2 separate regions of the Zea mays genome follow, and region 1 is linked to region 2. A link is a contact called in public Hi-C data. All regions are on one chromosome and are shown on one strand. The core of a region is the stretch at or near the end of the contact, and the rest is flanking DNA. Distances in the headings are between cores, read along the strand shown.

Evidence for each region. Hi-C and Micro-C count contacts between places; a contact is called where the count stands out from the background.
Region 1: a Hi-C map of ear shows a contact between it and region 2, with 2.4 times the contacts expected there. The contact joins the promoter of LOC103635678 here to the promoter of LOC100272847 in region 2. A contact is called at or near these places in 3 of 25 Hi-C or Micro-C datasets (bundle sheath, ear and tassel).

Annotation. Positions count from the first base shown.
Region 1 is chr8:109,316,623-109,321,279 of Zm-B73-REFERENCE-NAM-5.0, forward strand. It overlaps LOC103635678 (pyruvate, phosphate dikinase 2-like), which reads left to right and starts at 2,645. Exons shown (of 18, transcript NM_001358399.1): 1 at 2,645-2,786; 2 at 2,888-3,259; 3 at 3,759-3,921; 4 at 4,010-4,245; 5 at 4,363-4,491; 6 at 4,617-4,657. The coding sequence starts at 2,697.
Region 2 is chr8:109,047,110-109,051,537 of Zm-B73-REFERENCE-NAM-5.0, forward strand. LOC100272847 reads right to left here and starts at 2,439. Exons shown (of 9, transcript NM_001147300.1): 1 at 1,982-2,439; 2 at 1,647-1,715; 3 at 1,336-1,392; 4 at 1,143-1,197; 5 at 963-1,055; 6 at 662-871; 7 at 335-377; 8 at 1-62. The coding sequence starts at 2,296.

The DNA of each region.
Region 1 (4,657 bases), core at 1,395-3,894, 270 kb after region 2:
ATATATCAAATGAAACAAACAATATTTAAAATTGTAAAAGTTATCCACTTTACAATTTAGTTTGCCATTTATAATAGGTTATGCATTGATTTTTTTAGTAGAATTTTAATATGTTAAGAGACTAATTTAGATGAATGTAAGTTCGCATGATGACGAGTACGTTGGGAACGTGAAATGGTGACGGTTCCCTATCCCATCCTCACGAACCCAAATAAAGAGTAATTTTTTTCCCGTTTCAAACTCCTAGGGATTAAATTCTACATATCTCTATCCCCTAACAGAGGAATTTCTTAGACTTTTTCCATTTGCATGGGATTGAGGAGAATTAAATCATTCTCCACTTAATTTTGACCAGCAAAGGCTAGTTTAGAAACCACATTTTTTCAAAGGATTTCCATTTTCCTAAGGAAAATTAGTTCATTTTTCCATGTGTAAACAGAAATACCATGGGAAAATGTAGTTTCCAAACTAACCACAAATGATTTAATCTTCTCCTAACCAAACGAGCTTGTAGGACCTGTTTTCTAAAAACCCGTTTTCCTGAATTCTAGGACATACGACAACTGTATGAATTTGAACCGGAAACAGCTTTAACCTACTAGTAGGTGATAGTCGCCACACACACATATACGACTGCTACTACGTACTACCAACCAAACAACTACTCTACTTCCAAAAGAACCGTTTTTCCCTCTCATATCTATTGCTGTCCAGCTACTCGCATAACTCAAGTGACGTTGCACAAGTCAAGACACGATCGGATCGCACGTATGCACGCTCCGCCTGAGTCCTGATGAGAAAAGACGGTATAATTAAAATATACTAGAAGGGGGGAAAATAATGGTCCTTGCCTGCATCTAGGGCGTGTAGTTAAGGATCTATTTGTTTCAGCTTATAGATTATATAATCTGGATTATAATCTAAATTATATAATCTAGATTATAATCTAGACATATTATAATTTATATGTAGTTGTTTAGTAGTCTAGATTATATAAATATAGACAGGGGCGGACCCAGCGGGTGGTCCATATGGTCCACGGCACATCCTAAAATCAAAGTGTAGTTAGCATAGTGGTGTAAGTGCTATATTTTAAACTTGGTGGTCAAGGTTCGAGTCTTGTTGATCCTTATTTTTTGTTTGTTTTTTTAATTTTTTTTTCTTGGCACACCCTAAATATAGTAGCTGGGTCCGCCACTGAATATAGACTATTCATAAAGACAATAATATCCTTGTTTGTTTATTTGAGGTGAGAAAAGAAGGATAACATATATTATAATTTCTATTTAAGTGGGTATTTTGTCAAAATAATCTCAAATAAGCTACTCTTGAGGAGATTATGAGATTATCATAATCTAGACTTTAGATTATATAATATGAACTCATAATATATGTGCTTGTTTACCTATTAGATTATTTGTGCTGGATTATATAATTTAGAGAGATTATAATTCGAAACAAATAACGCCTAAGTTTCGATCCCATCGTCCGAGGCTACTGATACGATCGACGAATAAAAAAAAAGAGGAGATTTCTAACAAGCTCTACTGATCGATCAACTAACTATTCAACTAGCCTTCCATCGTCGTCCGAGAGCACTCGACTACTCGAGCAAGCGACCAACGACGACGCGGCGTCGTCGTCCTTCTGAAACAGAAAGCGCGCGCCGCGTCTGCGTCTGCGTCTGCGTCTGCGTCTGCGTCTGCGTCTGCGCCTGCGCGCGTACCGCGCGTCACGCATGCGTGCGGCTGACACGACAGCGTGAGTCACACACAGAAGCGGCGCTTGGACGGACGCTAGCAGCCAGCGTGAGCAATTCATCAGTTTTCAGTTTTTCTTTTCTTTTTTCTTTCTTTCTCTGGCTGGATGCACACCAGGTATGGTAACCAGGGTTGGGCCTTGGCAGGCCATGCATTTACTGACCAGTACTCAAGCTTCAGTTAGCGCTTCTCTAGCTTCATTGACCGATCGAGAGCCTACCTGCATGAGGCAAAACATCCTTGATGCCATTATATAGATGGCAGAAATGCATGCTAATTTTGCTCCTCAAGATAGAAGACGACGCTCACGCTAATTTCGCATTAGTAGATTACCAATCTTCTTACACTCGATCACAAGCTATTTGTTAAAATATTTATTACCCGTGTGTATCTATGCTTTTGAAGCGGCTTGGTAGACTGACAACCACAGCCACGCACACATTGCATCTGTTCACGAAGGCAAGCAACACACGCACGCACACATTGCATCGACGAAACAGAAAGGGAGGGGGGCACTAGGGGCGAGGCAGTGGCAGTGACGCGGGGTGAGGTTACCGGGCGTCCGGATATGCATCCGGTTAGCTGGGTGCGTACGTGTAAAAGCCCATCCGAGCATGGATTTTTGCCCAACCGATTTTGTGCCCGAACGCTTCTTCGCCTATTTTATTTGTTTTTTATATATACCAGGGGCTTCCCCTGGGTTTGTGAAAAATAAAAAATAAAAAAAAGTGTTGCGTACGTACATGCTTGCATGATTTGGGCTCCCGCCTGTCAGTGTCACATCATCAGACACGAGCGCGGGGCCGGCTGCCTACTGCCTACTGCCGCTGCTATAAATAGAGCCCGGCGCAGGCCCTGCTGCTTCGTCATCAGCCACAGCGCCCGTTGTTGTATCTTGTCACTGATCAGTGTTGTTTGCTTTGCTTTGCCGTGCTAATGGCGCCCGCTCCATGTGGCCGTTCGTCGCAGAGGGTGTTCCACTTCGGCAAGGGCAAGAGCGAGGGCAACAAGAACATGAAGGAGCTGGTGAGAGGGTCCTTCTTCTGTATTCAATTCGCTTGCTTTGCTACTGCATGTATGCATATGTATGCACGCTGATGATGAATACTACTACTACGTACATGCAGCTGGGCGGCAAGGGCGCGAACCTGGCGGAGATGGCGAGCATCGGGCTGTCGGTGCCGCCGGGGTTCACGGTGTCGACGGAGGCGTGCCAGCAGTACCAGGAGGCCGGGCGCGCCCTCCCGCCGGGGCTCTGGGCGGAGGTCCTCGACGGCCTGCGGTGGGTGGAGGAGTACATGGGCGCCGCCCTCGGCGACCCGCGGCGCCCGCTCCTGCTCTCCGTCCGCTCCGGCGCCGCGGTGTCCATGCCCGGGATGATGGACACGGTGCTCAACCTGGGGCTCAACGACCAAGTGGCAGCCGGGCTGGCGGCCAAGAGCGGGGACCGCTTCGCCTACGACTCCTTCCGCCGCTTCCTCGACATGTTCGGCAACGTCGTGAGTACTAACTAGTATTCTACTCCTAGCTCCCTCCAACCTGATCGGTCCACCAAGGCTGGAGTTCTTTTTTTTTCTTTGTCTGTTTGCTAATTGCTAGCTATAGACCAGGGTATGTGGCCAGCCGCTTTCCCTTGGGCTAAACGAACGTGGCTGGTTTTTACTATTATTTTTTATAAACTTCATATATATAAAAACTAAACGACTTTAACAGTTCCATTACCTGAGGAACGAACGAACATGTTTCTGTCACACAGACGCAAATCGCCATCGGTGAGGTAAAAACAAAACAAATTAAAAGGTGGGCATAGTTTCGTCAGGTCAGAACCCAAGAGGCAGAATTCACGTAGACGTCCTTGTCAGATTTTGGAGCCCACGTCGTTAAACTTGGTTTGTCGGACTGGAGGAAACACACAATCGATCCCACCACCGGCCACCGCAGAGTGAAAACACATCAGATTTTCTTATCGGATCCTTTTTTATTTACTTACCACACCAGGTGATGGACATCCCCCACGCGCTGTTCGAAGAGAAGCTTGAAGCCATGAAGAAAGCCAAGGGGCTGAAGAACGACACCGACCTCACCGCCACCGACCTCAAAGAGCTGGTGAGCCAGTACAAGAACGTCTACGTGGAGGCTAAGGGAGAGCCATTCCCCTCAGGTGCAGTGTGTGTGTGTGTGTGTTCCATTAATTCCATGCATATCCTCAGTCACCCAGCGACCTGACACACTGAAGCTCCCTGCTGCAGACCCCAAGAGGCAGCTGGAGTTGGCAGTGCTGGCCGTGTTCGACTCGTGGGAGAGCCCGAGGGCAAAGAAGTACAGGAGCATCAACCAGATCACCGGCCTCAGAGGCACCGCCGTGAACGTGCAGTGCATGGTGTTCGGCAACATGGGGAACACCTCTGGCACCGGCGTGCTCTTCACTAGGAACCCCAACACCGGAGAGAAGAAGCTGTACGGCGAGTTCCTGGTGAATGCTCAGGTGTGTGTGTATGTGACCTCAGGCTTCCATTGCATTGCTCTCCCCTGTTAAAGATGCTGTGGAGTGTATTAGCTTACATGTGAAATATATTATTCTGTTTCCCTACTATATATTCAGGGCGAGGATGTGGTTGCTGGAATCAGAACCCCGGAGGATCTTGATGCCATGAAGGACGTTATGCCACAGGCCTACAAAGAGCTAGTCGAGAACTGCAGGATACTGGAGAGCCACTATAAAGAAATGCAGGCACGTACATTAATTAGCTTTTCACCCCCCCCCCCCCCCCCCCCCCCCCCCCTTTAAGTACCACACCATCCCTCTGCATCATATGAACTCAGGTTGACTTGTTTCTATTGATGTGTGTGATGCAGGACATCGAATTTACTGTTCAGGAGAGCAGGCTGTGGATGTT
Region 2 (4,428 bases), core at 1,189-3,688:
GTGCGTTCAGCTCCTTCACATTAGCCAGGAATGCACCAAACTGCTCATACGACAACCGATTTCTGCATGTGCACAGTTAAAGAGGGAAGTCAATCTGACAATCACGCACTTGGGAAACAAGATCCGCGGAATCAATTGAGCCTACTATGCGGCTATATATGTGCATTTCTTGAAGGCACTAAATGATCATAATTTCAGAACGAAAAATAAGTACAGCAAACTCCTATTAACTCTTATCAAATATTACATTCACAAGGCTTGAGTATATTTCCGAGAGAGAGAGAAAAAACTATTGCTAAACTGAATAATTGGAAAAGAGCACCTCTGCACATACCTGACATGACGAAAGAACTCCTTTCCATCAACTCTTGTTCGTCCTAAAACAAATAACTCTCAATGAGAAAGAGTCTATGGGTAGCTTATTTATGATTTCGTGTCAAACACAGGGATCAAAGATCCGGACCTAGTAAGCAAACAAACAGTTCACTCTTGGGTCCAGTGGAACAGCAATATATCTTGATATTTACTACTAGATGACAGTGGAATTGTAACATATCTTGACCAAATAATTGTAATATATGCTGATTGCTGAACAAAGCAGCATTAACATTCAAGTGTTTGACATACAGTATAGCTAACTCCTGGGGGGTTATGAGCGAACCTGTTTGACTTGGAGGGTCAAATGGAGAGCTATGCTGACTAGAAAAGCCTGAGGACCTGTCATTAAACATATTCATCGACGTAACGGAGATTGAATGTCGCCTCGGCGGTGATACCGATGCATAACGCCTTGGAGGTGAGTCTGGGGGAGTTCTCCTTGGTGTGCTGTTGTATGACGGCAAAAATACATGTGGACGGGGTGGCCTAGGTGCTGCAAGTACAAAAAAGGTTCTGTGCGTGAAACATCATTGAACAGAGATTTTGTATTGGACAAGATTAAACTATGTCAAACGGGAACGCACCATCTGGTTCAACTTGGCTATTTTCCTCTGAAACTGAACTCGCAGTTTCTGAAATCTGTGATGATTTGGAAGTTGGAAATGCAGAATCTTCATCTGACAAAAAAAACTGACAGTCAACATTACCCTAGGGAGCTAGAATAACGTGGACCAAGCACAAGGACCACGAGAATAGTGTAGTACCTGATGGCGCAGAGAAGTTTGAAGTTGCTGCAACGCTTGCCCTGGGAGCAGTATTCTATGGAAAAGTAATTTAAAAAGAGAAATCGCTATCAGTTCAGGTACAAATACAAACAAGGGAAGAGTTGAAATGCTAGTCATTTTTTTGGGGGTTAACGAGTTAACAAGACACAGCCTGAATTAATTCCAGACTTACATCACTGCTGTCATCTTCCTGGAGCGACTGCACAAGTGTCTTTTTGAAAACTTCCAACTGCACAACAAGGTAGAATATAGGCAGTAAGGTACACAACTAATAATGAAGTTTAGAATTTATAGCAATCAAGGCTTATGTACAGGTTAACATTTTCCTTTCCCGTTGCCATTCTTTTTTTCTTTTTTTTTCTTTGCATTGTAATGTTAAGGACTACAAAGTTCAGTTTGAAATTATGATGAGATTGCTACATAATTGTTCCAAACTAATCTATCAAGTTCTTCCCTAAGTGCAAGGCAATAGTGTTTTGGTACCTTGGCGACATCTCTGTTCAGCTTCCTAACGGTGTTGGACAGCGCAGAGTTGTCCCGCAGCAGTGTCTCCTGTGCGTCCATCGTCCACGATCACATCACAACATGAAGAAGCATTCGACTGTCAAGTAATTTCGGTTGCCCAAATTGCGCAGCATATATCACGCAGCTACACTACATTGCTGGAATAGTGGTGACTTCAGGTGCAAGCGTCGCGGGACCAGAGTCGCAGACAAGTGGGACCGAACGAAGCCACCATTCCACGGAAAGCACAGCTCAGCCACGGAAAGCACAGCTCAGCCACTCGAACAGAGCCTAGTAAACTGACTAGTGATTACCTTTTCCTCCTCAGCGCGGCGGAGGCGGCCGGTGGCGACGGCGAGCGCGGAGTCGAGCTTCTCGACGCGCTCGCGGAGCTCCTCGGCCTCGGCGTCGCGCTCGGCGAGCTGCGAGCGCAGGCGCGCCGCCTCGGCCTCGAGGCGGCCGAGGCGGTGCGAGAGCGCGATGGAGGTGATCTTGCGCGCCACGTCCAGCTGAGCGAACGGGTCCGATGGTAGCACGGCCATCAGCTCAGCGGGCAGCCCAAAGTCCTCGGTTGGCGCCTCCCCCACCATCGCGGCCGGCGGCACCCCCTCCTCGCCTTCATCTGCCATGTGTTTCCTCCTGCTCCGCGCCTCCTGTACTAGTGCTCTGGCGCCCTTCTCTCTCGCCCTTTCCGTGCCGCGACCGTTATCTGCCCGCCAGGGGCCAGCGCGGGGATTAGGCTAGTGTGGCGCGAAGTCTCTTTGTGGTGGCGGAGGCGCGCCCTGCTCGGCTGCCCCGCGCCACGGGTTTGGACTTTGGACTTTGGAGGATTGCGCCCGCGTCGCTGTCGGTGGGCGCTGTGCAGACGTGGGAAGGCGCCGGTGCGCGTCTGGTCATCAGGGAAGGCGAAGGCGTTGGCACGGCGCGGCGCGGGCGGCCTCGGCTTCGGCCTCGGCTGTTGGCTGTGGCCTGTGGGCTGTGGCGTAGGCGAAGGGCGCGCGATTGGCAATGCACATGTGGATCGGAGTGCGGGTGCTGTTCGCCGTCTCTCTGGTTGGGAAGCAGCGTAGTGCATTGTTTGTGGGCTTGTGGCATTGGGTGGCTTATTCTGGTTGGTGATTGGACACTTTGGATACACAGGATCCGGGACTCCTCGGGAGATGTGAAGAGTGGAGGTACTCTATTTCTTTTTTTTTCTAACAAAACCATTTCTATTTTATATATATATTCCTAATATACATTTTATAATAAAAATGTAATAGACACATAAACATAAATAAAGGTAGAGTAGGATGGATAGGTGGTAAATTTATATTTTTAATACAGATGTCATATTAAATATCTGAAGCGACAATGTGACGGAGTTCAAAAATACGTAAATTGAAGGCTTTCTCGAGTAGGAGGGAATCAAGAATGAGTTCTCTTCAAACTATGCACCATAGCAAAATGGTGTTGTAGAGAGAAAGAATAAAAATCTTATGGATATGACGAGGACCGTGCTTGAGGAGTACAAGATTTCAGATCGGTGTTGGGTGGAGGCAATCAACACCGCTTCTTAGGCCATCAACTGACTCTACCTTCACCAAATCCTCAAGAAGGCATCCTACGAACTCCTTACCAGTAAAAAGTCCAATATTTCATACTTTAGAATCTTTGGGATTTAATGATTAATTCTTGTCAAAAGAGGTAGAAATTCTAAATTTTATGCTAAAGCAGTAGAAGGCTTTTTACTTGGTTATGACTCAAACACAAGGGCATACCGAGTATTCAACAAGTCCATTAGATTAATTGAAGTTTCGTGTGACGTTGCGTTTGATTAGACTAATGGCTCTCAAGTAGAGAAAGTTTATGTTGATGAGCTAGATGACGAGGAGGCCCCATGCACCGCGCTAAGGAACATGTCAACCTTCATCCTCCATTCAAGCATCTCCTCCAACTTAGGATGAAGAGCAAGCTCAAGATGATGGTGATCAAGTTCAATACAATGAGCAAGGTCAAGATGGTGGCATGGATCAAGGGGATATGAAGAAGAAGAGCAAGAGGAGGAGGATGAACTGGAAATTCATGCTCAAAGACTACCACACCTAAGAGTTCATCAAGCAATTTAAATAGACCATCCTATCGACTCAATTCTCGGTGATATCCAAAAGGGGTAACCACTCACTCTTGAATTGCTAATTTTTACAAAAATTACTCTTTTGTGTATTCTATTGAGCCTTTGATGATTGAAGATGTACTTATAAATCTAGACTGGGTGGTAGCAATGCAAGAGGAGCTCAACAATTTCAAGAGGAATGAGGTTTTTCACTTAGTTCCACGTCCTAACCAAAATGTTGCAGGAACCAAATGGGTCTTCCGCAACAAATAGGATGAGCATGGTGTGGTGACAAGGAACAATGCTCGACTTGTGGCCAAGGGGTACTCACAAGTCAAAGGTTTGGATTTCGATGAAACCTTTTGAAAGGGAAATAGGGTTAACCTTTTTCCTACAATTAATTTTGGTGGTTGAATGTCCAACACAAACATATGGACTAACTAGTTTGCTCTAGAATTCATGTATTACATGTGCATAAGTGAAAGTCACCTAGAGGGGGGGTGAATAGGGCGAATCTAAAATTTACAAACTTAATCACAACTACAAGCCGGGTTAGCGTTAGAAATATAATCAAGTCCGAGAGAGAGGGTGCAAAACAAATCGCAAGCAAATAAAGAGTGTGACACGCGGATTTGTTTTACCGAGGTTCGGTTCTTGCAAACCTAC